7 separate regions of the Mus musculus genome follow, and all the other regions are linked to region 2. A link is a contact called in public ChIA-PET and promoter capture Hi-C data. All regions are on one chromosome and are shown on one strand. Each heading gives the region's core, a stretch centred on a gene start, on an enhancer-like site or on the middle of the called end of the contact. The rest is flanking DNA. Distances are from core to core; before and after follow the strand shown. Region 1 holds the start of Mfsd12 (major facilitator superfamily domain containing 12). Region 2 holds the start of Mknk2 (MAP kinase-interacting serine/threonine kinase 2). Region 3 holds the start of Dohh (deoxyhypusine hydroxylase/monooxygenase). Region 4 holds the start of Wdr18 (WD repeat domain 18). Region 5 holds the start of Med16 (mediator complex subunit 16). Region 6 holds the start of Tmem259 (transmembrane protein 259). Region 7 holds the start of Arid3a (AT rich interactive domain 3A (BRIGHT-like)).

Evidence for each region. Promoter capture Hi-C pulls out the DNA fragments that hold promoters and counts their contacts. ChIA-PET counts read pairs in DNA pulled down with a chosen protein or histone mark.
Region 1: a contact with region 2 is called in a promoter capture Hi-C map of erythroid cells, with 4 times the contacts expected there. The contact joins the promoter of Mfsd12 here to the promoter of Mknk2 in region 2. A contact is called at or near these places in 6 of 39 promoter capture datasets (the C10 cell line, the SN4741 cell line, cranial neural crest and 3 more) and 2 of 115 datasets of contacts at active chromatin or transcription factors (bone marrow-derived macrophages and pancreatic cancer cells).
Region 3: a contact with region 2 is called in a promoter capture Hi-C map of erythroid cells, with 4 times the contacts expected there. The contact joins the promoter of Dohh here to the promoter of Mknk2 in region 2. A contact is called at or near these places in 5 of 39 promoter capture datasets (cranial neural crest, embryonic stem cells, erythroid cells and 2 more), 1 of 484 Hi-C or Micro-C datasets (CD8 T cells), 4 of 115 datasets of contacts at active chromatin or transcription factors (embryonic stem cells, memory CD8 T cells, microglia and 1 more) and 2 of 9 other capture datasets (adipose tissue and liver).
Region 4: a promoter capture Hi-C map of erythroid cells shows a contact between it and region 2, with 7 times the contacts expected there. The contact joins the promoter of Wdr18 here to the promoter of Mknk2 in region 2. A contact is called at or near these places in 1 of 39 promoter capture datasets (erythroid cells), 2 of 115 datasets of contacts at active chromatin or transcription factors (microglia and pancreatic cancer cells) and 2 of 9 other capture datasets (adipose tissue and liver).
Region 5: a contact with region 2 is called in a promoter capture Hi-C map of pre-B cells, with 4 times the contacts expected there. The contact joins the promoter of Med16 here to the promoter of Mknk2 in region 2. A contact is called at or near these places in 2 of 39 promoter capture datasets (the C10 cell line and pre-B cells), 1 of 484 Hi-C or Micro-C datasets (CD8 T cells) and 3 of 115 datasets of contacts at active chromatin or transcription factors (kidney, memory CD8 T cells and pancreatic cancer cells).
Region 6: a contact with region 2 is called in an RNA polymerase II ChIA-PET map of memory CD8 T cells, with 171 read pairs. The contact joins the promoter of Tmem259 here to the promoter of Mknk2 in region 2. A contact is called at or near these places in 4 of 39 promoter capture datasets (the C10 cell line, liver and pre-B cells), 2 of 484 Hi-C or Micro-C datasets (CD4 T cells and uterus), 4 of 115 datasets of contacts at active chromatin or transcription factors (effector CD8 T cells, memory CD8 T cells, microglia and 1 more) and 1 of 9 other capture datasets (liver).
Region 7: a promoter capture Hi-C map of pre-B cells shows a contact between it and region 2, with 4 times the contacts expected there. The contact joins the promoter of Arid3a here to the promoter of Mknk2 in region 2. A contact is called at or near these places in 4 of 39 promoter capture datasets (the C10 cell line, liver, pre-B cells and 1 more), 2 of 115 datasets of contacts at active chromatin or transcription factors (memory CD8 T cells and pancreatic cancer cells) and 1 of 9 other capture datasets (liver).

What each region holds. Positions count from the first base shown.
Region 1 is chr10:81,356,211-81,358,910 of GRCm38.p6, forward strand. Mfsd12 (major facilitator superfamily domain containing 12) reads left to right here and starts at 1,281. Exons shown (of 10, transcript NM_028657.4): 1 at 1,281-1,676. The coding sequence starts at 1,388.
Region 2 is chr10:80,674,803-80,677,827 of GRCm38.p6, forward strand. Mknk2 (MAP kinase-interacting serine/threonine kinase 2) reads right to left here and starts at 1,491. Exons shown (of 14, transcript NM_021462.4): 1 at 1,279-1,491; 2 at 1,022-1,138. The coding sequence starts at 1,072.
Region 3 is chr10:81,383,161-81,386,089 of GRCm38.p6, forward strand. Dohh (deoxyhypusine hydroxylase/monooxygenase) reads left to right here and starts at 1,274. Exons shown (of 5, transcript NM_133964.3): 1 at 1,274-1,418; 2 at 2,559-2,887. The coding sequence starts at 2,614. Gm48551 (predicted gene, 48551) reads left to right here and starts at 1,274. Exons shown (of 6, transcript NR_168929.1): 1 at 1,274-1,418; 2 at 2,559-2,887.
Region 4 is chr10:79,958,711-79,961,410 of GRCm38.p6, forward strand. It overlaps Wdr18 (WD repeat domain 18), which reads left to right and starts at 1,442. Exons shown (of 10, transcript NM_175450.4): 1 at 1,442-1,662; 2 at 2,292-2,402. The coding sequence starts at 1,453.
Region 5 is chr10:79,907,584-79,910,468 of GRCm38.p6, forward strand. Med16 (mediator complex subunit 16) reads right to left here and starts at 1,355. Exons shown (of 15, transcript NM_198107.2): 1 at 1,235-1,355; 2 at 1-73. The coding sequence starts at 1,312. It overlaps R3hdm4 (R3H domain containing 4), which reads right to left. Exons shown (of 8, transcript NM_177994.5): 8 at 2,469-2,885. Gm24019 (a small nuclear RNA gene) reads left to right here and starts at 1,612; the gene lies at 1,612-1,718.
Region 6 is chr10:79,982,622-79,985,565 of GRCm38.p6, forward strand. It overlaps Tmem259 (transmembrane protein 259), which reads right to left and starts at 1,639. Exons shown (of 11, transcript NM_001003949.4): 1 at 1,289-1,639. The coding sequence starts at 1,510. Gm26243 (a small nuclear RNA gene) reads left to right here and starts at 2,885; the gene lies at 2,885-2,944.
Region 7 is chr10:79,926,029-79,929,016 of GRCm38.p6, forward strand. It overlaps Arid3a (AT rich interactive domain 3A (BRIGHT-like)), which reads left to right and starts at 1,313. Exons shown (of 9, transcript NM_001288625.1): 1 at 1,313-1,372. It overlaps Gm40715 (a long non-coding RNA gene), which reads right to left and starts at 963. Exons shown (of 2, transcript XR_001779822.2): 1 at 434-963.

The sequences.
Region 1 (2,700 bases), core at 31-2,530, 680 kb after region 2:
AGGGGTTCAGATCCAGCCTGCGTGTCTCTGAATGCCCCGGAGGAAGATGTACAGTGATACAGACAGGTAACCCCACCATCAAGCGGCTATGACACAGGCCTGCCATTCAGTACTCAGGAGGTGGGGGCAGCAGAATCAGGAGTTCAAAGCCAGCCTCGTTTACAGAGCTGAGCTTGAGGTCAGTTGGGGGGAAAAAAGGAATAAAATGTCAGGAGGAGGGGATAGGAGGACACTTGTCTCATGTGTCTCATGATCTGGGCCTGGAATTGTGTGGGGGTGTTCGGCACCTGTGTCTCTGAGTCACCAGGCCAACAGAGGCCTGACTTCCCCTTTCTTTGAGTGTGTTCCACAAAACCACCCAGTAAGTAGGAGTGAAACACAGGCGTCTGCCACGTGGGGCTCCTGGCACTAGCAGCCCTCATTAAAGACTAGCCTGTATTTTGATGTTCTGCCCAGCTATTCTCTGTAATTAATAATTAATTAGCACTAATATGTCCTGTAAGTGCCTCACTATGTATGTCTGGAAGTTTATGGGATCACCCCGGTGTGTTCTCATTCTGGCCCCTTCTGCAGGGAGCACGCGCGGGAGTGAGCACCAGCCTCCAGCTGCAGGCTAGCTGGGGCCCAAGGCAGAGTGTGGGTGAGTGACAGACATCTGGGCGCCCTTCACTAAGCCAGGCCCGAAATCCCATCAATCCTCGAGGCTAAGGTTGGAGAATTGATAGTTCAAGGACGGCCTAGGTTGTAGAGGGACTTCAGGGCTAGCCTGGATAGCTAGTGGGACCCTGACTGAAAACAGAATATTAAAGGCGTGATTTGTGGATGCAACCCCGCACCCATGGAGTTCCAGAGGGAGGCAGAAGGATCAGAAGTCTAAGGTTATCCTCAGCTGCGTTCTGAGCTTGAGGGTGGCCTGGGCTACATGAGACCCTGTCTCAAAAGAAAAAGCTTTCAGGTTGTGAAAGGACAAATTCAGTGACTCCCAGCACTGTGGAGGTGGAGCCAGAACCATGGGGAGTTCGAAGTTGTCTTTTGCTAAGCAGAAATGTCAAAGCCTGCGCTACAAGATACCCTTTGTTACAAGAAGAAACAAAACTTTTTTCTTTAGTCAAACAAATTAAAACACGAAGAAAGTAAAATAGAAACGAACTGCTATGATAAAAGTCGGAGCCGCAGAGGGCGGCGTTAGGGCCGCGGGAGTGCGTCGGACAGAGGCCACGCCTCCTCTTGCTGATTGGGCGCCGGGCCGAGACGCGCGGCTCCGGTTGGCGAGCGTGGCCGTTGCTCCGAGGCTCCGCCCTGTTGAGGCGGCTCCCGGGAGCGGCGGCAGCGTAGCCGCGCGGGTAGCGCGGGGCGGCAGTGTGGGGCGGTGGGGTTTGCGGCCGCGATGTCGCCTCCGTCGGACGACGCAGGCCCGGGGCCGCCGCGGACGCTGTCCCTCGCCGCGCGGCTGAGCTTCGCGGTCGGCCACTTCCTCAACGACCTGTGCGCCGGCATGTGGTTCACCTACCTGCTACTATTCCTGCACTCCGTGCGCGGGTACAGCTCGCGGGGCGCGGGGCTGCTGCTGCTGCTGGGCCAAGTGGCCGACGGGCTCTGCACGCCGCTCGTGGGCTACGAGGCGGACCGCGCCTCCTGCGTGCGCTGTGGGCCCCGCAAGGCCTGGCACCTAGCGGGTGAGCCTTTCCCTGCCCTGACTGTCGTCCTGTGTCCGTCTTCCCCTCTAACCGTCGTCCTGTGTCCGTCTTCCCCTGTGGTTGTCATCCTGTGTCATTCCTCCCCTCTGAATGCCGCCCTGTGTCCGTCCTCTCCTGTGGTTGTCGCCCTGTGGAAGTCCTCCCCTCTGACTGTCATCCTGTGTCCCTCTTACCCTCTGCTCCCCAGTGTCTCATCTCCCCGTTTTTGTCACTCTTGTGTCTGTCTGTCCTCTCTCTCCCGCTATATCCTATCCTCTCCGCTGACTGCCATCCGTGGGCCAGTCCTGTTCCCTCTACCTTTTCAGGATTCTGTACCCTGTCTTTAGTCTTACAGCTCTGCCCCCCCCCCCCCAGTCCCCTTCCCTGACTATCATCCTGTGTCCTGTGTTCCTCCTGCTGCCCACCCACTTCATTCTGTTCGCCTGTGGCTCCTGTCTGGGGTGGCCCAGCATGTAGTCCCCAGCAGCTCTCTCATTTGGTGTAGACAGTTGGAGAGGTTGGCCCTGGGGTTGTAGCCCCTCCCTGGGGAATTCCTGGAAGGCTCCGTCCCTTTGCCTGGGGTAGGGGTTGCAGAACCAGCCCCGCCCCTAGATGACATTTTTTCAAGACAGCAGTGGCCCAGTGGCATCTGCCAGCCTAGGGGCTGGAATTTCTAGTTTCTCAGGATCCAGGAAGAATCCGGGCTTCAAGGCACAGCCTGCACACCTGTCACCATATTCAAAAGCTGAAGCAGGGGGATGACTGTTTCATTGAGTCTCCAAAAATGGAAAGAAATACTCAGAAGGGCTTATGTTTGCCAGGAGATACCAGGCCAGCCTGACTTTGCACAGGCCTGGGTCCCTTCACAGTGGGACAGACAGGAGATGTTCCCAGGCTGGCCTCCGAGTCAGATCCCTGGCCTTCTGGGTGCTGGGATTAACATCTTGCACCATTTTGAGTCTCATAGGAAACCCAGAACTAGACAGAACTCTCGGGTTAACTGAGGCCCAGAGAGACCAGTCCA
Region 2 (3,025 bases), core at 241-2,740:
TACAGAAACTTCCTGTTCTGATAAGAAATAACACTTTGGGCCTGGGGTGTCTTGAGGGAAGGTCTCCACAGGCCACCACCAAGTGTGGAGGTTGCAGTGGGGCAAAGCATACCCATGTGCCAAAGGGTTTCCCCAACAAGGCTTCATCCCCTCTGATCCCAACCAACCGCACAGGCCAGCTTGAGACTACAGTGGACAGATACAGGGTTTCCCTGGAACTATATACACAGAAGTAGGGGAGACGGGGCTGAGAGACTGCAAGGAACATCCAGCCACTGACCACAAGCCAACCTAGGGGAGCTCACAAAAGAGAGAGCTAGGACCTGCTGACGTGCTTTCATCCAGAACAAGGCCAACCTGGGGGACACAGAAAGTGTGGGATCACATACAGAAAGTGGGTGGGGAGCACAAGACTGAGATCAGGCTGATGGCGAGGGACATAGAGCCACCAATCAGTGGTGGGAGTGGGTCCTGAAAGAAAGAGCTACTAGGCAGCCGGGGACAGGTTGTAGCCTGCAACAAGCACACACTGCAGGAAACAAATGTAAAGTCCATCAGAGACCACATACAGAGGTAGGAAAGCCCGGGCTGAGAAACTGCTAGGGACACAGCCACAGATCACAGGGGAGCCTGGGGCAGTTCATGAAGAGTTAGTAGGCAGCTAGAAGCAAGGCTGCAGCTTACTGACTCTCCCAACCAGCACAAGACAGGCCTGGAAGTTGCAAGGAACAGAAACACTCGATTTGCCTAGGATCACACACAGAAACAGACGACTGTGATCGGGCTAACTGCAAGGGACACAGAGCCACCAATCACAAGCCTGGGGGTGGGGGTTGAGGGTCCTAGAAGAGAGAGCTACTAGGAGGATGGGGACAGGGCTGCGGCCTGCTGACCCCCACCACCTCCAGCACAAAAGTCCAATGCAAGCACCCCTCCCAAGCCCTGCACCAGCCTCCCGAGTAGGCTCTGCTTATCCGTCGCACCCGTCACTGCAATGGGACCCCCGGACAGGACCCCTCACCTTGAACGAACGGTGGAAGCCCTGAAGTTCGGCTGTTCTCTTCTGCACCATCTTCAGTCCGGGCCCCACCAGCGGGGGAGGGGACGCGGGGCCCGGGGGGCGGCTTGGGAGGCGACCCTGCGGGCGGAGGAGACAAAGGACCGAGGCTGAGAGAGGCGCTCGGCCGGGCGGAGGCGGCCGGGGCTCGGCGGAGCTCCCGCGCCTGACTCGGGCTTCCTTCCTCCCTCGGAGAATGTCGCCCTTGGCGCCGCGCTCACCGGGGTCGGACACCGGCCGGGGTCGCAGCGCCGTCACCTCACCTAGCACAGCCCGGACCCCGCTCCGAGGACTGCGCGGGGAACAGCGCCGCCACAGCCACCGCTGCTGCTGCCGCCGCCGCCGCCGCCGCCGTCGCCGCCGCCGCCGCCGCCACCGCCGCCACCACCGCCACCACGGACCCCTCCACTGGGCCGCTGCCGCCGAGAGGAGCCGCGCGCGCGGCCGGCGCGGCCACCTTTATAGGCGCGGTCCCGAAGTTACCCCGCCCCTCCGCACCAGTCTCCGCCTTTCTCAGGGAACAGAGGAGGCGGAGCTTCCAGGAGCGTCGAAGGCCGCAGCGAGAAGAGCACGCCGGGGAATGCAGAATACGGCTGCGCGCTCCCGTTTAAGGGGCGGAGCTTAGCGGGGAGCGGAGTGGAGCTGCGCAGCGACCGTGTTGGCGACTCCAAACACGGCTGCGCACTTCGAGCTGGCAGGGGGAAGGGGAGATTCCGAGGGAAGTGGGGCGCGAAGCTTCAAGCGCGCCTGCGCACTCCCACGGTGGGGGCGGAGCGTGAAAAGATACTCGACTGCAGCCGCGTGACCTGGCTGGGGGGTGGGAGAGGACTGTGTGGAGAGGCTGGTGACCAGCCTCCGGAGTCGCCTGCGCCTGCGCAGAAGGGTACTGAAGGCTTCAGTTTGGGCCGTGAGGCCGCCTTCTCCTGTGTCACAGTTGGCCCGCTGGCTTGCGCGCTGCAGGTTCTGCTCCCTGTCCTTGAGCCGGGTGCCGCGTTCAGCTGCCGAAGGAGGGCAAGCCAGCCCTAATTTTACTGAATACTGATGCCCTTGTCCTGTGCTCCAGCTCTGCAATCCGTGATGAACCCTTCTTGAACCTCTTGGGTCCTTTGCAGCCCTCGGTGGGGATAGCTGGGACAAGAAGGGGCTAGGATCCCCGATTCAGGTTCGGATACAGTCAGACCGCGTTGTGCCTGCTGCCTCGGCTGCTTCCGTGCACAAAGAGGTTGTTTTCCCTCTTCAGGGTAGTTTGTCTACAAGTTTTTACCACCACCCTCTACTGAGGCTGGAGCCTCATGAACCTCAAGCAGCTCTTTGTGTGTTTGTGTGCACTCACACAGGTCCTCGTCCGTGTGAGTGTGTGTGCCTTATGCATACAGGTGCCTGGAAAGTCAGAAGAGAGGTGAAATTACACGATGCCTGATGTGGGTGCTGGGCTGTACCCTGGGTTCTCTGTAAGAGTAACAGTTTGGCTTAACTTATGAGTCATCTGTCTGACTCCCGAGCCTCATTGTCGTCATTAGTGATTGCATTGGCAGAAATGTTTGTCTCTAATTCAGATTGTCATGCCTGTACAAGGTTCATTACCTGGACAGATTTGGGCAGGGGATAGAACTTCAGCTCAAGGCAGTCAGGGATCAATTCCTGGCAGACTCAAACAAGGGTCTCTACTCAGCTGTTAAAGGAGTTTGCCACCAATTATAGCCTGAGCCCATTCCTGGGACACATGTAAGAGAAATAGCTTCTACCTGTGGCTAGCTGTAGCATGTGTGTGTGTGTCCACGGGGGCCAGCATGTCTCTGTAGTTTGGGGCTACCTAGCCAGATCCTATCTCAGGCTAACAATTCAAATAAAACATGACACCCACATTCAAGCGTGGCCCACCTGGGTCAGCCGTTCACACTGATGGCAGCAAATAGCTCTAATCTATTTTGTTTCCTGCAACTTAGTTCAAATGCTGGGAAGAAAAGC
Region 3 (2,929 bases), core at 24-2,523, 710 kb after region 2:
AGGCTGGAGACATGCTTGGTGGTTGAGTGTACTGACTGCTCTTCCGGAGGACCCAGGTTCAGTTCTCAGCACCCACATGGTGACTCACAACTCTGACTCCAGTTCCAGAGGATCTGTCGCCCTAACATAGACACACATCCAGGCAAAACACCAATGTACATAAATCATTAAAAAAGTAATGAGGAAGCCAGGCGTGGTGGCACAGGCCTTTAATCCCAGCACTCGAGAGGCAGAGGCAGGCGGATTTCTGAGTTTGAGGCCAGCCTGGTCTACAAAGTGAGTTGCAGGACAGCCAGGGCTATACAGAGAAACCCTGTCTCAAAAAAAAAAAAAAAAAAAAAAGTAATGAGGAGGCTGGAGAGATCAGTGGTTAAGAGTACCGACTGCTCTTCCAGAGGTTCTGAGTTCAATTCCCAGCAACCACATGGTGACTCACAACCGGTGTACTTATATATTATAAGTACATCTTTAAAAATAAATAAATAAATCTTTAAACCAAAAAAGTAATGAACTTCATGACATTTACACACACACACATATATACATTTGTTTTGTTTTTTCGAGACAGGGTTTCTCTGTATAGTCCTGGCTGTCCTGGAGCTCACTTTGTAGACCAGGCTGGCCTTGAACTCAAAAATCCGCCTGCCTCTGCCTCCCGAGTGCTGGGATTAAAGGTGTGCGCCACCACGCCCGGCTTTTTTTTTTTTTTTCTCCCCGAGACAGGGTTTCTCTGTGTAGCCCTGGCTGTCCTGGAACTCACTCTGTAGACCAGGCTGGCCTCGAACTCAGAAATCCACCTGCCTCTGCCTCCTGAGTGCTGGGATTAAAGGCGTGCGCCACCAACGCCCGGCATATTTAAAAATTTAAACTTCGACTTTATGGTCATGTCACTGCCGTATATCCTGTTGATCCCCAGAATCGAACTCATTCTCAAATTGACTGCAAGTGCCCTCACTGCTGAGATTGCTCGTAACGCCTATTTTATCTCCCATTTCTTTTCCTCTGTTTTGGTCCCAGAGACCATTGGCCGCGCCCTGTAGAACATAGCCACGCCCACTATACACTGCGCATGCGCTATGCACGGCCGGCCCGGTTGTGCTGTGAATGGGATCAAACCATTTTCTTTTCTCTATGGGAGAGACGGTCGGAAACTCTTCTTCCGGAGGAAGACCGGAAGTTGCTTCTCCGGCTCTTAGGACAGTCCTGGGGCGTCGCTGCCGCATCGTTCCGGGTGTGGTCACCCCTAGTCGCGACGATGGTTCCGCCCAGCATGGTCACGTGGCCATCAAGATGGCGGCGTCCAGAGGACGTCGCGCGAGATGCGTCCGCGGACCTGTTCTTGGAGCTGTCGCAGCGACTCTCTCCATCTGTCCCGAGTATACGGAGCTTATTGACGAGTCCCTGTAGACGAAAACACGGTGAGCAGTGCCAGAAGTGCCCCCCCTTCGGGGGACTTCCGCTTTGAGGTACTCGCTGCTCCCGGGAGCGCTGGGATTTCCCTTGAGGGGGTCCTACGGGGAATTGGACCCTTTTCCTTCAGTATTTGACGTCACACAGGATATCATGTAGCCCAGGCTAGCCTCCAACCCACTGTGTGGCTACGAATGGCCTCCTCCTACCCCGTGCTTAGCTGACAGGTTGGCCGCCTATGCGGGGCTCACGTGCAGGCCGGCCCGCGCTTGACCTCTCAGCTTAAGTATTTGGAAACAGGATCTCCTGGGACCGGTTATCTTCCTGCTTCAGCCTCTGCCCAGCCTGGAGCCTTTTTGAATTAAGCGGGAGGCCCCATACCTCGAATGGGCACTCTTGGACCCACGAGATCCTTGGTCTCCCCTGTTGTTGCTCGGGGTAAATCGGGATGTGGGTCTCACTGCCACACAGCTGCTGCCAGCTCCCGTAGACCTGCTTCATGTGTGTTGATGAATTCCATTTTCAAGGTGTGACTGTAGGCTGATGGGCATCACTGGTGAGGCAGCCATACCTGCCTCATTAAACTCGGGGACGCTGGGTGACATCAGAGCCCAGAAGGCCTTCCAGCTTGCCACAGCCTGCTAGTCCAGTTTGTTATGTATGCATCTGCTGTATGTCTAATGGCTGACAGGGGCCGGTCCTCTTATACTGGACGATGTCTGTTTCCGTGTTAATTCATCCGTGAAAGAAAACACCTGTGTGGGAGTGTTGTCCTGCATCTATGGGGCCATGCAGAGGGTACAAGTTGTGCAAAGGCAGGAGCAGGGAGAAGTCCGGAGGGAGGAGGGGACGGATAAAGTGTATCCCACAGGGCTACATGAGAACCTCCAGTAAGGTGGTGTGGGAGGCAGGGGTGAGATCCATTTTGCAACTGACAGTTTCTAGATCCCTCATCTAAGCTATCCTGAAAAAGTCTGGCCAGGTGGTGGTGGCGCATGCCTTTAATCCCAGCACTTGGATGGATGTGGAGAAAGTTCTGTGGCCTGGAGCTCAGGGGTCCTCCTGCCTCAGCATCCCGGGGCTGGAATGGCAGATATGCAGGTGTGTGCCCTAGCTTGAGATTTCCCCTTCTCCTTTTTCTACCGTAGGTTTCTACTGCCTAGAATCCGGCCTTGCAGATCACGTGCTGGGGAGGCCGTTGCCATGGTAACGGAGCAAGAGATAGAGGCCATAGGGAAGACCTTGGTGGACCCCAAGCAGCCCCTGCAGGCCCGCTTCCGGGCCCTGTTTACACTTCGGGGGCTTGGTGGCCCTGATGCTATCTCGTGGATCAGCCGGGGCTTTGAGGACAGCTCTGCTCTTCTGAAGCACGAGCTGGCCTACTGCCTGGGCCAGATGAGGGACGCACGGGCCATCCCTGTGCTGGCGGATGTGCTGCAGGACACGAGCCAGGAGCCCATGGTGCGTCATGAGGCAGGTGAGGAAGGGCAGCCCAGTGCTGTGTTCAGCTCTGTCCCTG
Region 4 (2,700 bases), core at 192-2,691, 720 kb before region 2:
AGTGAACCGAATACAAATTTGAAATTTATGGCTCAAAAGAGGAAAGGGCAAAGAAGCGGCAAATCCATAAAGGGCGTGGGTCGATTGGTAAGAGTTTAATCACCAATTCACCTCAGCCAGACATATTATCCTTGATGAGTATGTAGCCTGATTTTACATGCAGTAAGTCACTAACTTCATTTGGTCTAAATAAAGTATAAAGATCAGTGGTTTATATTTTTGCTATAAAACAAGGTTTAAAAAGTAAACCGGGGGCTGGTGAGATGGCTCAGTGGGTAAGAGCACCCGACGGCTCTTCCAAAGGTCTGGAGTTCAAATCCCAGCAACCATATAGTGGCTCACAACCATCTGTAACAAAATCTGACTCCCTCTTCTGGAGTGTCTGAAAACAGCTACAGTGTACTTACATATAATAAATAAATAAATCTTTAAAAAAAAAAAAGTAAACCGGTTTCAGAGGGAAAGCCAGGAAAGGGGACAATATTTGAAATGTAAATAAAGTAAATATCTGAAGAAGAAGAAGAAGAAGAAGGAGGAGGAGGAGGAGGAGGAGGAGGAGGAGGAGGAGGAGGAGGAGGAGAAGAAGAAGAAGAAGAAAAGAAGAAGAAGAAGAAGAAGAAGAAGAAGAAGAAGAAGAAGAAGAAGAAGAAGAAAGAAGAAGAAAAGAAGAAGAAGAAGAAGAAGAAAAGAAGAAGAAGAAAAGAAAGTAAATAAACCGGTCACCGGTGGTGGAGGCTCAAGGCCACCCAGCACATAAAGAGACACTGTCTCGAAAAGAAAGAAGGAAAGAAAGAAAAAAAGAAGGAAAGAAAGAAAAAGAAAACAAAAGAAAGAAAAAAAAAAGACAAACCCAGCAAACAGGTAGCAAAAATACCTTCCACTACACAGAGGTAATACAGTGCTGACCGGCCAGGGACTCCCCAGTCTTCTACGCATGTGCAGGAATCCAGTTTTGTTTTGTTTTGTTTTGTTTTGTTTTGTTTTGTTTTGTTTTGTTTTGTTTTGTTTTGTTTTGTTTTGTTTTGTTTTGTTTTGTTTTGTTTTGTTTTGTTTTGTTTTGTTTTGTTTTGTTTTGCCCCGCCCCGCCCCGCCCCGCCCCGCCCCGCCCCCGAAGAAGCTCCTGGTGTTCTTTAACCTGCTTGGCTGGGTCTAGCATTACGCCTTTCGCGCACTGGCTTGTACGCATGTGCAGGTCGTCTGGCTACGCCCTCTCACCTGCTGCTAGCTCCGCCCCAGAGCCGCGAACTTTTTACGCATGCGCACGTTAGGGCTCCTGGAACCCGTAAAGCACCAGGCAATCAACAGCCTCCTCGGCTTGGTGAAGCTACCGCGCATGCGTAGACTTTCCAGTTTGGCCTCTAGGAGGCGCTATGGCCGTTCTAGTCGGCCAGGAGCCATCTTAACAGTCTCTCTAAGGATGATGGGATTCAGGGGCGGGACTGGCAGAGCAAGATGGCGGCGCCCATGGAAGTGGTGGTGTGTACTGACGCCGCGGCACAGCTCTGGAGCTGCGTGGTGTGGGAGCTTCATTCGGGCGCCAACCTGCTCACCTACCGAGGCGGCCAAGCGGGGCCGCGAGGCCTGGCGCTACTCAATGGCGAGTACCTGCTGGCGGCGCAGCAGGGCAAGAACTACATCTGCGCCTGGGAGCTGCAGCGTAAGGTGTGGGGCCTCAGCGTCCGCGGGGCAGCCGAGAGTCCTGGGGCGCCGCCAGGGTTGGGGTCCCGGCGACCCTGGGGTGGCTGCGTGACAGGGCGTACTCGGAGGCCGAGGGGTTTTCTCCTAGGGAGATGGCGCCAACGCACGCGTGCTCAGATGAAGATCGATGGCGAATCCGCTTTTGCACGCTTGTAGTGTTAGGGACGCCAATTTTGATGCAGAAGGGAAAATGGGGTCCGTTAGAGGTCATGCTTTTGGACAGCATGGCAGATCAGAGATCTTGAGGAGCCGCAGGAAGACAGAGACCGACGGCCCGTCCTTTTGTTACCCTCGTAAAGAGTCGCAGATCTTCATAGTCAGGACTGACTGAGGCCTGGGGTTACTGGTTCTGATGTTTCTGGAACACAGAGCTTCCTTCTTGTCCGCTGGGATCCCTACTGCTGAGCCCTGACCCTGCCCTTCACTGGGAGGTTCTAGGCAGTGGTTCTAACCCTGAGCCGCACCGACAACCCCTCACTTGAGCAGTCTGTCTCCCCAACCCCCTTACTCTTGCTCTCTGTACTAAAAACTTTAACCTTCCATTGCCTCCGTTCTGATACTCACATAGTTTGTCTTGTATCCTGTGTCCCTAGGATCAGCTCCAACAGAAAATCATGTGTCCTGGGCCTGTCACCTGTCTGACCACAGCACCTAATGGCTTGTATGTCCTGGCAGGAATTGCAGAGAGCATCTACCTGTGGGAGGTGAGAACAGCTTGTCACACGTATGTGTCACTTGGGAATGCTAGAGAGTAAAACTGGTTGGTGTCCAGTTTTACCTGAGGTAGGCAGGTGGTCTTGGAGATCTTACCCATGACTTCTGAAAACAAAAATGTGGCCATGTCTATAGGGTCCTCATTTGTGACTGAGATACAGGACAGTGTTCAACCTGCTGGTGGCTCTAGTGCTGTCGTGAGCAACCAGGAAAGAAACTTAGAAAAGGGCAGTGACCAGAATTAGTACAGAGGAGGAGGAGGCAGGAACCAGAAGCAGTGCAGAGGAG
Region 5 (2,885 bases), core at 105-2,604, 770 kb before region 2:
TGGCCCACTTCTCCCATTCGCACACATAGGCCAGGTCCATCATACCCACCGCACCCAGCACGGTCCCTGGCTCCTGGGGAAAAGGGAGGCAGTGCTCTATAGCAGCTCCCAGCTAAAGGGTGTCTAGAATGTTCTCCAGCGAGAGCCCTGCTATAAAATCCATGATGCCCCGCCTGGGGTCACTCCTCCCTAGGCAACCCAGATCAGCCTGAGCTCAGCCTACAAACGCTAAGCACCCTCCACACACACAACCGGGCCCACCCCTACCACTTCAGTCTGGGCCTCAGTCTACACTCTAGTTCAGTCTCCAAGCCTTGCCTGGGACCTAGTAGCTTAGACCCCGCAGCAGCCCATGCCACACAATACTCTCAACAAGTTAACATCCAAGGCTCAAATTCTGAGCCTTTTTTTGTTTTTTTTTTTTTGAGACAGGGTTTCTCTGTGTAGCCCTGGCTCTCCTGGAACTCACTCTGTAGACCAGGCTGGCCTCGAACTCTGAAATCCGCCTGCCTCTGCCTCCCAAGTGCTGGGATTAAAGGCGTGCGCCTGGCAAAAAGCCTGAGTCTTTTTTTTTTTCTTTTTGGTTTTTCGAGACAGGGTTTCTCTGTATAGCTCTGGCTGTCCTGGAACTCACGTTGTAGACCAGGCTGGCCTCGAACTCAGAAATCCGCAGCCTCTGCCTCCCAAATGCTGGGATTAAAGGCGTGAACCACCACACCCGGCTAAATCCTGAGTCTTAACACACACACCTCCACCACCTCCCGCCCAAGCTCGTTAAGCTCCACCCACATTGTCTAATCACCCTAGGCTCCGCCTCCAAACCAAACTGGTAAATTCAGCCTCAGTTTCTGCTCAGCTTGTGACTACTAGGTCACCTCTCTGCATCGATCTCAGATCTTTAGCACCCCCAACCCCGGCCCACCTTAGACTCCGCTCCCTAGGCCACATCCCTCTCTATCAGTCTTATTTCTTCAGACTCTGCCCCTCCATCCAACTTCTGAACTCAGGCCACGCCCCTCCCAGGGAGGCTCAGCCCCTCGGACCACGCCCCCTCCTCAACCCCGTCGCCTTAGGCTCCCCCTATTCACATCCCTCCCACAACGGCCTCTACCCAGCAAGCTTTGTTCCCAGGCCCGCCCTCTGACCCCGCAAGCCCCGCCCCTCGGCCTTCCGCTCGCGGTTTTAGCCTGAAACGCACCAGCCACGAGTCCCGTACCCCGCACGCCGTACTAACCTGTCCGCCCCGGGCGCCCAGTCGGCCCGGCGGCCGCGGTCCACACTCGCCCCAACGCCCGGGATCCGACGCCGCCATCTCTAGGCCCGCGCCGGCCCCCTCGCACAGACTTGTGGGAGAAGCTCGGCTACTCCCCTGCCCCGGTTAATTTGCATATAATATTTCCTAGTAACTATAGAGGCTTAATGTGCGATAAAAGACAGATAATCTGTTCTTTTTAATACTAGCTACATTTTACATGATAGGCTTGGATTTCTATAAGAGATACAAATACTAAATTATTATTTTAAAAAACAGCACAAAAGGAAACTCACCCTAACTGTAAAGTAATTGTGTGTTTTGAGACTATAAATATCCCTTGGAGAAAAGCCTTGTTTGTGCTCGCTTCGGCAGCACATATACTAAAATTGGAACGATACAGAGAAGATTAGCATGGCCCCTGCGCAAGGATGACACGCAAATTCGTGAAGCGTTCCATATTTTGTTCCTCAGAGGAACTGACAAGCACCCTAACATCCTATTGGAGGCTCACTCACGTTTTTTCTATTTTGTTTCTTGACAGCAGAGCTCGTTGCTCACTGTATAGCTCAGGTTGGCCTGACACTGATGAGGTTCTCCAGTGACTGCCTCTACCTACCTACTGGGATGACAGAGGTGTACCACCAAGCCACGGGCTCCTGTGTGAGTGTGTGTGTGTGTGTATAAGTGTGCCTTCCACAGTGCACGTAAGAGGACAAGGAGTTGGTTCTTGCTCTCAGATCATCAAGCTTGGCGGCAAGCACCTTAACGTGCTTAACCATTTTGCTGGCCCTCAAGTGACTGTTGTTTGAGGCAGGGTCTCACTGTATGGCCCTGGCTATGTAGACTAGCTGGCCTTGAACTCACAGAGATCCATCAGCCTCTGGCTCCTGAGTGCTAGGATTCAGAGGTGTCCAACAATGAGACCTGTCTACCACATGGCCCAGGCTGGCCTCAAAATCACTTGTCACTGGTCACCATGTGGTTTAAATGGTGCTGGGGATGGAACCCAGGGCTTTGAGCATGCTAACCAATTGCTTTCCCCATCGAACCCCAACCTGGCACCTCATCTTTAAGCATTTTACATGTTGTAAAATGAACTAATGTTATAGAGACTTTGAGGTTCCCCCGTGTCCAGCTTGCTAGCTCGTGCCCTCAGTGATCTCCCAGTCTCACCCACCCCCACCAAACCTAAAGACAAACACGGGGACAGGACTCGAGCACCAAGGCTTTATTAAAATCGTCCCTTTCCCCCAAGCTCAAAGAATCACACAGAAGGGGAAGGGAAGGAGGGCCAGGCCTGCTGAACATATAAGACCTCTGCAGTGACCACAGCTATGCTGAGCAGCAGAGGGGACAGGGGAGGGGACAGGGAACACAAGGTCAGAGGCTTCTGGCTGGAAGTCCTGGACCCCTGGCATAAGGAGAGGGGAGAAGGAGGAGGAGAGGACAGTCTGAAAGGCAGGCAGGGCCTAGGGAGCTGGGGACAAGATACACACATCACCAAAAAAAAAAAAAAAAAAAAGCATAAAATGAGCCCTTGAGACAATGCTTGTCCAGGTTCATGGCACATGGCGTGCATACATGTGCGCCACACACACACACACAGACAGACAGACAGACAGACAGACAG
Region 6 (2,944 bases), core at 389-2,888, 690 kb before region 2:
GGCTCTGAAGCCAGCAGAGGAGATACCAAGCCCAACAGTTCTTCTCTGGGCCTCTGTAGGAGCTGACACCTAGGCTGGGGTGGGAACAGGGCGCAGGGTGGTACAAGCCTAGCAGGCCTTGGCTGTGAGGCGTCCCTTCTAGGAAGGTTGGGTGGAAGCTGGGCAGGCAGGACGGGCAGGAAACACAGCAAATGGGCTCCCAGAAACGTCAGCAGCTCCAGAAACCAGCTGCTGTGTGGCTTGTTTATCCCAGTTAAGAAAGAGGATAAGGTCTACTGTCATCCAGCCGACCCTGTCTCTGACTAGACATTGGGCACCCACCCGGAGCCCTGAGGGTGTGGAGGGCAGGAAGGAAGATGGAGCATGGGCTCATCTGCAGCCAATGAACTGGGGCCTGAGGGGATGCCCACAGCTGTCTTGAGCTCAAGCTAGATCTACCTATGAAACCCCCGAACGCTCAGTTCTGAGAAGCACCAGGAGTGAGTCCCAAACTCACCAATGCCCTCCAATATCAGCATGCCAGCCACCAAGCCATGACCCCAACACCAGAAGGCCCAGGCAGCTCCTCAGAGAGAGCCTGGTGCCATCCCTCGAGTAGCCTTTGTGACCGAGAACCGGGATCTCCCGGGAGCACATGAAGAAGACACAGCCAGGGCAGGTGCTGGCTGTAGAGGTCCCTGGCCAATCTGGCTGTGACTCTGTGGCTGACCCTAGTGAGATGACCTCACCCAAAGCCACAGAAAACCTGGCAAGAGTCTGAAAACAGTGAAGTAACAGAAAATTTGAGCAGTGACACTGGGGGGTAGGGGGCTGTCCCCAGGGGGTTGGTTCAGGGTGTGCTGGAATGGGACTGACTAGTAGAGACTGGACTGAGAGAATCAGGGTAGAATAGAAATGACAGGCGGGACAGGGCCTCCAGCACAGGAGGTGGTCTACAGTGGAAAGTCAGGAATGGAATGGAAATGACCATATTGTTCTCAGTGGAGGTGCAGGACAGGATGGGAGTGACAGGTGGGAAGGTGGACCTCGAGTCCAAAATCCTACTCCAAGAGGACACTGGGCTCTGGTCTTGAGTGGAAAAATTTGGGGCCTAGGCTCCCAAGTGGCAGACTGAGGCCAAAGGGCAGGAGGCGGGGCCTGAGAGCTGAGGAAGTGAGGACCAGAGATAGCATCTGTAAGAGTGGTATCAGGGTATCCAGGCGTCAGGAGCCAAGTGGTAAAGTTGCCGGGGGTGGGCGAGCGGATGACAGCTGGGGTCAGGGGTCAGAGGTCAGGGGTCAGAGGTCACCTTGAGCAGAACGAAGAATTCAAAGAGGCGGCGGAAAGCAGGTGGGAAGAGGCGTGAGTAGGTGACGGCCATCTTGAAGAAGAGAGCGTGGAAGAGCCGGTCGCGCACGTTGATGAGCGGGTTGGGGTTGAGATTGGGGCCGCGAGGGCCGCGCACGGGCGCCGCGCCACCACCCCCGCCGCCGTTGGGCCCGGGCCCTGGGGCTGCCGCGTGCTCCGACATCACCGCCCCGCGTCACCCCGGCGGCCGCCGGCTGACCCCCGCCGCGTCCCGGCCGCCGGATCCCCCCCGCCGCCCCCGGCCGCCGCCGCCGCCTGCCCCTTTGCTCGCGTCCGTCCGGCCCGCGACGCCGGCGAGAGCGCCGGGCCAGAGCGCCGCCCGTGCGCGGGGCACGCTGGGATCGCCGCGGCCGCCCGAGGAGGCCGGGCTTCAGGGCCGAAAGGCGGGCACCACGAGTAGTGGGCGGAGCCTGACTTTACACATTTCATGCGGGTCGCCTCAGCGCTAAAGGGCAGAGTACCATGGAGTTCAGTTTATTTTCCTAGTGCTCCTTCAAGCTTTGTCCGGTCTCGTTTGCAGTGAGCTTGCAATTTGCAGGGGCTACACGGAGTGCATTAAAGAGCAGCCCCGTTTGTTTGCATATATTCACTCCCACATACTGTGGCACGGCCTGGGGTGGAGTCGTGTGTCACGATTCATTTGCATTGAGCTTTATCTTTATATATGTGAGTACACTGTCGCTGTCTTCAGTCTCACCAGAAGAGGGCATCAGATACACCAGAAAGGAGTTGTGAGCCACCATAACGGAGGCTGGAACTTCAACTCAAGATCTCTGGAAGAGGCGTCAGTGCTCTTAGCCATGTCTTTAGCCCAGAGCTCTATCTTAAGCATTGAGCGGCAGTGTCGGGTGTAATTCGTTTGGTTTGTGGAGGGATCCAGGTTAGCGGTGGGCGATCTGTGGGGCGTGGTCTCAGAAACAAGCTAAAACATTTGCATCCACCTGCGGGCGGGGCGACGTTGCCCGTCGTATTTGTATATGGTTTCCTATTGGCGGAGAATTAGAGGGGGCGGAGACGCACTTAGTAAGGCCTATTTACATAGGGCTTCACTCTGGCCACAGCCTCACTTAGGGGCGGGGTCTGCTGAGGACTCATTACCCACCCTGCCCTGGGAGGCAGGGCTTCCTAACTGCTCATTAGCATAATGTTTTCATTGGCGGCCGCAGCGCTGAAGGGCGAAATTCCATGGATAGTTTACTAGCAGACAGTTTCACCATCGCACCAGTATCACGGATTCCGCGCTGATCCGGCTACCACTGAGGGGCGGAGCCTCGTAGTGCCTGTCTAATTTGCATATGACTTCCCAGAAGGCTTCGCTGGCACAAGCTTCTCCCAGACAGCTATATTAATTAGTTAAATGTGAGCTTTCACGCGGATAGATAATTATTCTGAGCGGTGTTATGAGTGGTAGCCTTTCTTTTTGACATGTGAAAACGTTACTTTATCCAAACAAAAACAAAAAAAAATCATAATTACTGTATGTGAAAAGTAATTTGCTTCTCTGCCTTTAAATACCTGAGGCAAAAAACCGTCGCTTGTGCTCGCTTCGGCAGCACATATACTAAAATTGGAACGATACAGAGAAGATTAGCATGGC
Region 7 (2,988 bases), core at 63-2,562, 750 kb before region 2:
CCAAGTTTACAGGGGACACACAAGATGATTAGAGGGAGAAAGATCTGCTAGTAGCCCGTTTGATGCTGGAGAAGAATGCTGGTGTGCAGGCCCAGCTCCACCCCGGGGCCACACCCCAACACATCAAGGTGTCTAAAGTTTGAAGGCGCAGTTCGCTGCCACCTGCAACTTTCTTAGCCTTGCAGGCTAAGGTTCCAAGCAACTGCTGCAGTCTCAGATTCTAGGGAGGATTCCGGGAACTTGGATTGGCCGGAGCCACCCCATCTCTCCAGACACTCACACAAGTGGCTTTCAAGGGGCAGACTGCTCAAGATCCCCACAACAGTCTAACAAGGGACCTGAGCACCACCTATGGGGAACTAGTCGAGGTCGGGGGTTGCCCTGAGCACTGGCGTTACCCACTAGAATCGTCTCAACTTCTAGCTGAGCTCACATCATGCCTCGGTTTCCCAGCCTGCAAAATGGGACCTCAGAATCCAGTACTCTCCCGAGACGAACTGGGTAGACCGAGGCAGGGGCTTCACTGAGTTGGTTAAAGGATGGCCCTCCTTTCCCTCGCTCCTAGGTACGGTCGTCACGGTTCCTCGCATTTCCTCGAACGCGCGCGCAGCCCAACCCGGTGCTTTTGCGCACGCAGCGCCCTCACACCCCAGCGTCCCAGCCCCCGCAGATCTAGCCTAGCCGGGGGTTTTTAAGCCCATTTCAGAGACGTGGAGCCTCAGGCCCGGAAGGTTAGGGTAGCATAGTGGGCGGAGGTTCCAGCTCCAAGCTTGGCTTATCCATCTTGCGTTCCGGGTGAAACCAGGAAACGGCCGGGGGCCCAGGTGACTTTCCGCTCAGAGGTGGGGCGAGGAACCCTTTTTAACTCTTCGGGATTCCCGCGATGGGGCTCTCGCAGCCCCGCCCTCCCGCTCGCGGCCTCTGCGCCGTGGGCTGCGGCGTGCACTTTGCGCACGGTCCCTAAGATGGGGGCGGAGCGTCCCTCAGTCCGGTTCCCCCTTCCTTTTATTATTTATTATCATTTAAAGGGGCCGCGACCTGAAGTTTTCCGTCCACTCTGTGGCGGCTCTCCGGCTCCCCTCCACCTCCTCCCACCGTGGACGTCCTCAGATTGAGTTGGAGAAGGGGGACCCCGGTGTGGTGTCCTGGGAAAGCTTGGAAAGGGGGACCCTGGAGAGACACCCACCACCTCCTCCTGCGTCCCCGGGGCTGCTGAATCACCGGCGAGGTATTTGCATCTGAGAGCAATTTGTCACACGGCGATTCGTCTGCTGGGTGGGGGAGGGGCGGGGCGGGGGGCCCGGTCGCGCGCGGAGACCTCGTCCCTATCCGATCCAGACGGATGGAGATGTAGACGCGGCCTGGAGACTCGGTGAGGCGGGTGACCCCGAAGCCAGGAGCGTGCACTGGGCACCAGGGGGAGGCCAAGGGGGAGAGAGGCCACCGGAGGCCACCAGCAGGCTGGACTCTGGGCTGGGCTCCGGGCACCGGGGCATGCGCCCCCCGGGCCACCCCGGGCGGTAAGGCCTTTTGCAGCGCGGCTCTAGCGATCTCTCCTAAAGGTGGCAGCGTAGGGCACCCTGGAAACCGACAATTGCGGGGTCTCCAAAGTTAGGCAAAGACGCGCGCGTAGAGGGGTGCAGGGCTGAGTATGCGACTTGACGGATCAGAGTTGGGGTGGCTGTTGCGGTTGTAGATCTTGGAGACCTTCATCCGGTACACGAGTGCGCGGGGGTCGCGAGTGCGCGCTGTCCCCTGGCGGAAGGAAACGGACCCGGGGTGTGTGTGTCTGTGTATGTGCGCGCGCGCAGAGGACTGGGGGCTGCGCTCTGGGAACATGGTTTTGCTTTTTCTTATTAATTAAAAAAGATGTTTGGAGATAGGATCTTACTGTGTAGTACGGGCTGACTTAGAACTCGAGTTAAAGCTCAGACTAGCCTGAAACTCGAGGCCATCCCCCTGCCGCAGCTTTCCTTCCCAAGTGCTTGGGAAAATCCCAGGCCGGGCGCGCCACCACGCCCCGGTACCTACAGTTCTTTTTCTCTTCCAAACCTGTGTCCAGCGGGGTCCGCCCATCTCCCCCCCCCCATTTCGTTCCCTAGCTCCAGTGTACTACTGGGACTGGGGTCTCCACTTGCCCCGCGGGGTGCGCCCATCCAGATCCCTCCGGTAGGGTCCCCTGCCCCCCCCCCCCCGACACAAAAGAGGGAGCAGGAAGCGCGGAGTGCGCGCGTGTGTGTCAACTCGCAGCGGGTTTGTCAAATATCTTCCGTTTTTTACGACTTGGGCAGCAGGGTCACCCCCCCTCCCCAGCTCGCTCTTTCCAAGAAGCCTTTGAAATACCGACTCCACTGGGGGGGTTGTTTGTTTGTTTTTTTGTTGTTGTTTTACATTTGTCCTCTGACTGGGGTGTGTTTTTGCACACGTCTCCTGGGGGGGCACAGTGCCTTCTTTCCCAGCCCCCTCCCCAGCTCCTGCCCTTCCCCCTCCACCTCCCTTGGAGGAGAGAGGGGCCCCTTTCGCCACCCTCGGGCCCTGGCCTTGCACAACTCCAAATAACCGTGTTTTGCAAGGCCTGGCCGAGCTAGTGACCTCTCTCTCTCTCTCTCTCTCTCTCTCTCTCTCTCTCTCTCTCTCTCTCTCTCTCTCTCTTCCCTCTCTCCCTCTCCCCCTCCCTCTCTCCCTCCCTCCCTCCCTCCTTCCCTCCCTCTCTCTCTCTCTCTCTCTCTCTCTCTCTCTCTCTCTCTCTCTCTCTCTCTCTCTCTCTGACCTGAGGCTTGGAGGTGGTGGGGGGACTAGGGTGTGGCTCTGGGTCTCTTCCCCACTGCAGCCAGATCCCCCTTCCACAAACACCAGCTACCAGTTCCTAGTAGATCTTTCTGAGAATGCCATAAATTGAGGGTGGGGGCCAAGGACAAAGGGCTGGGGGAGGGGTCTATAAGGATGGGCAACGTTGGCTCAGGGTACCGGTACCTCTAGAGGGTGGGG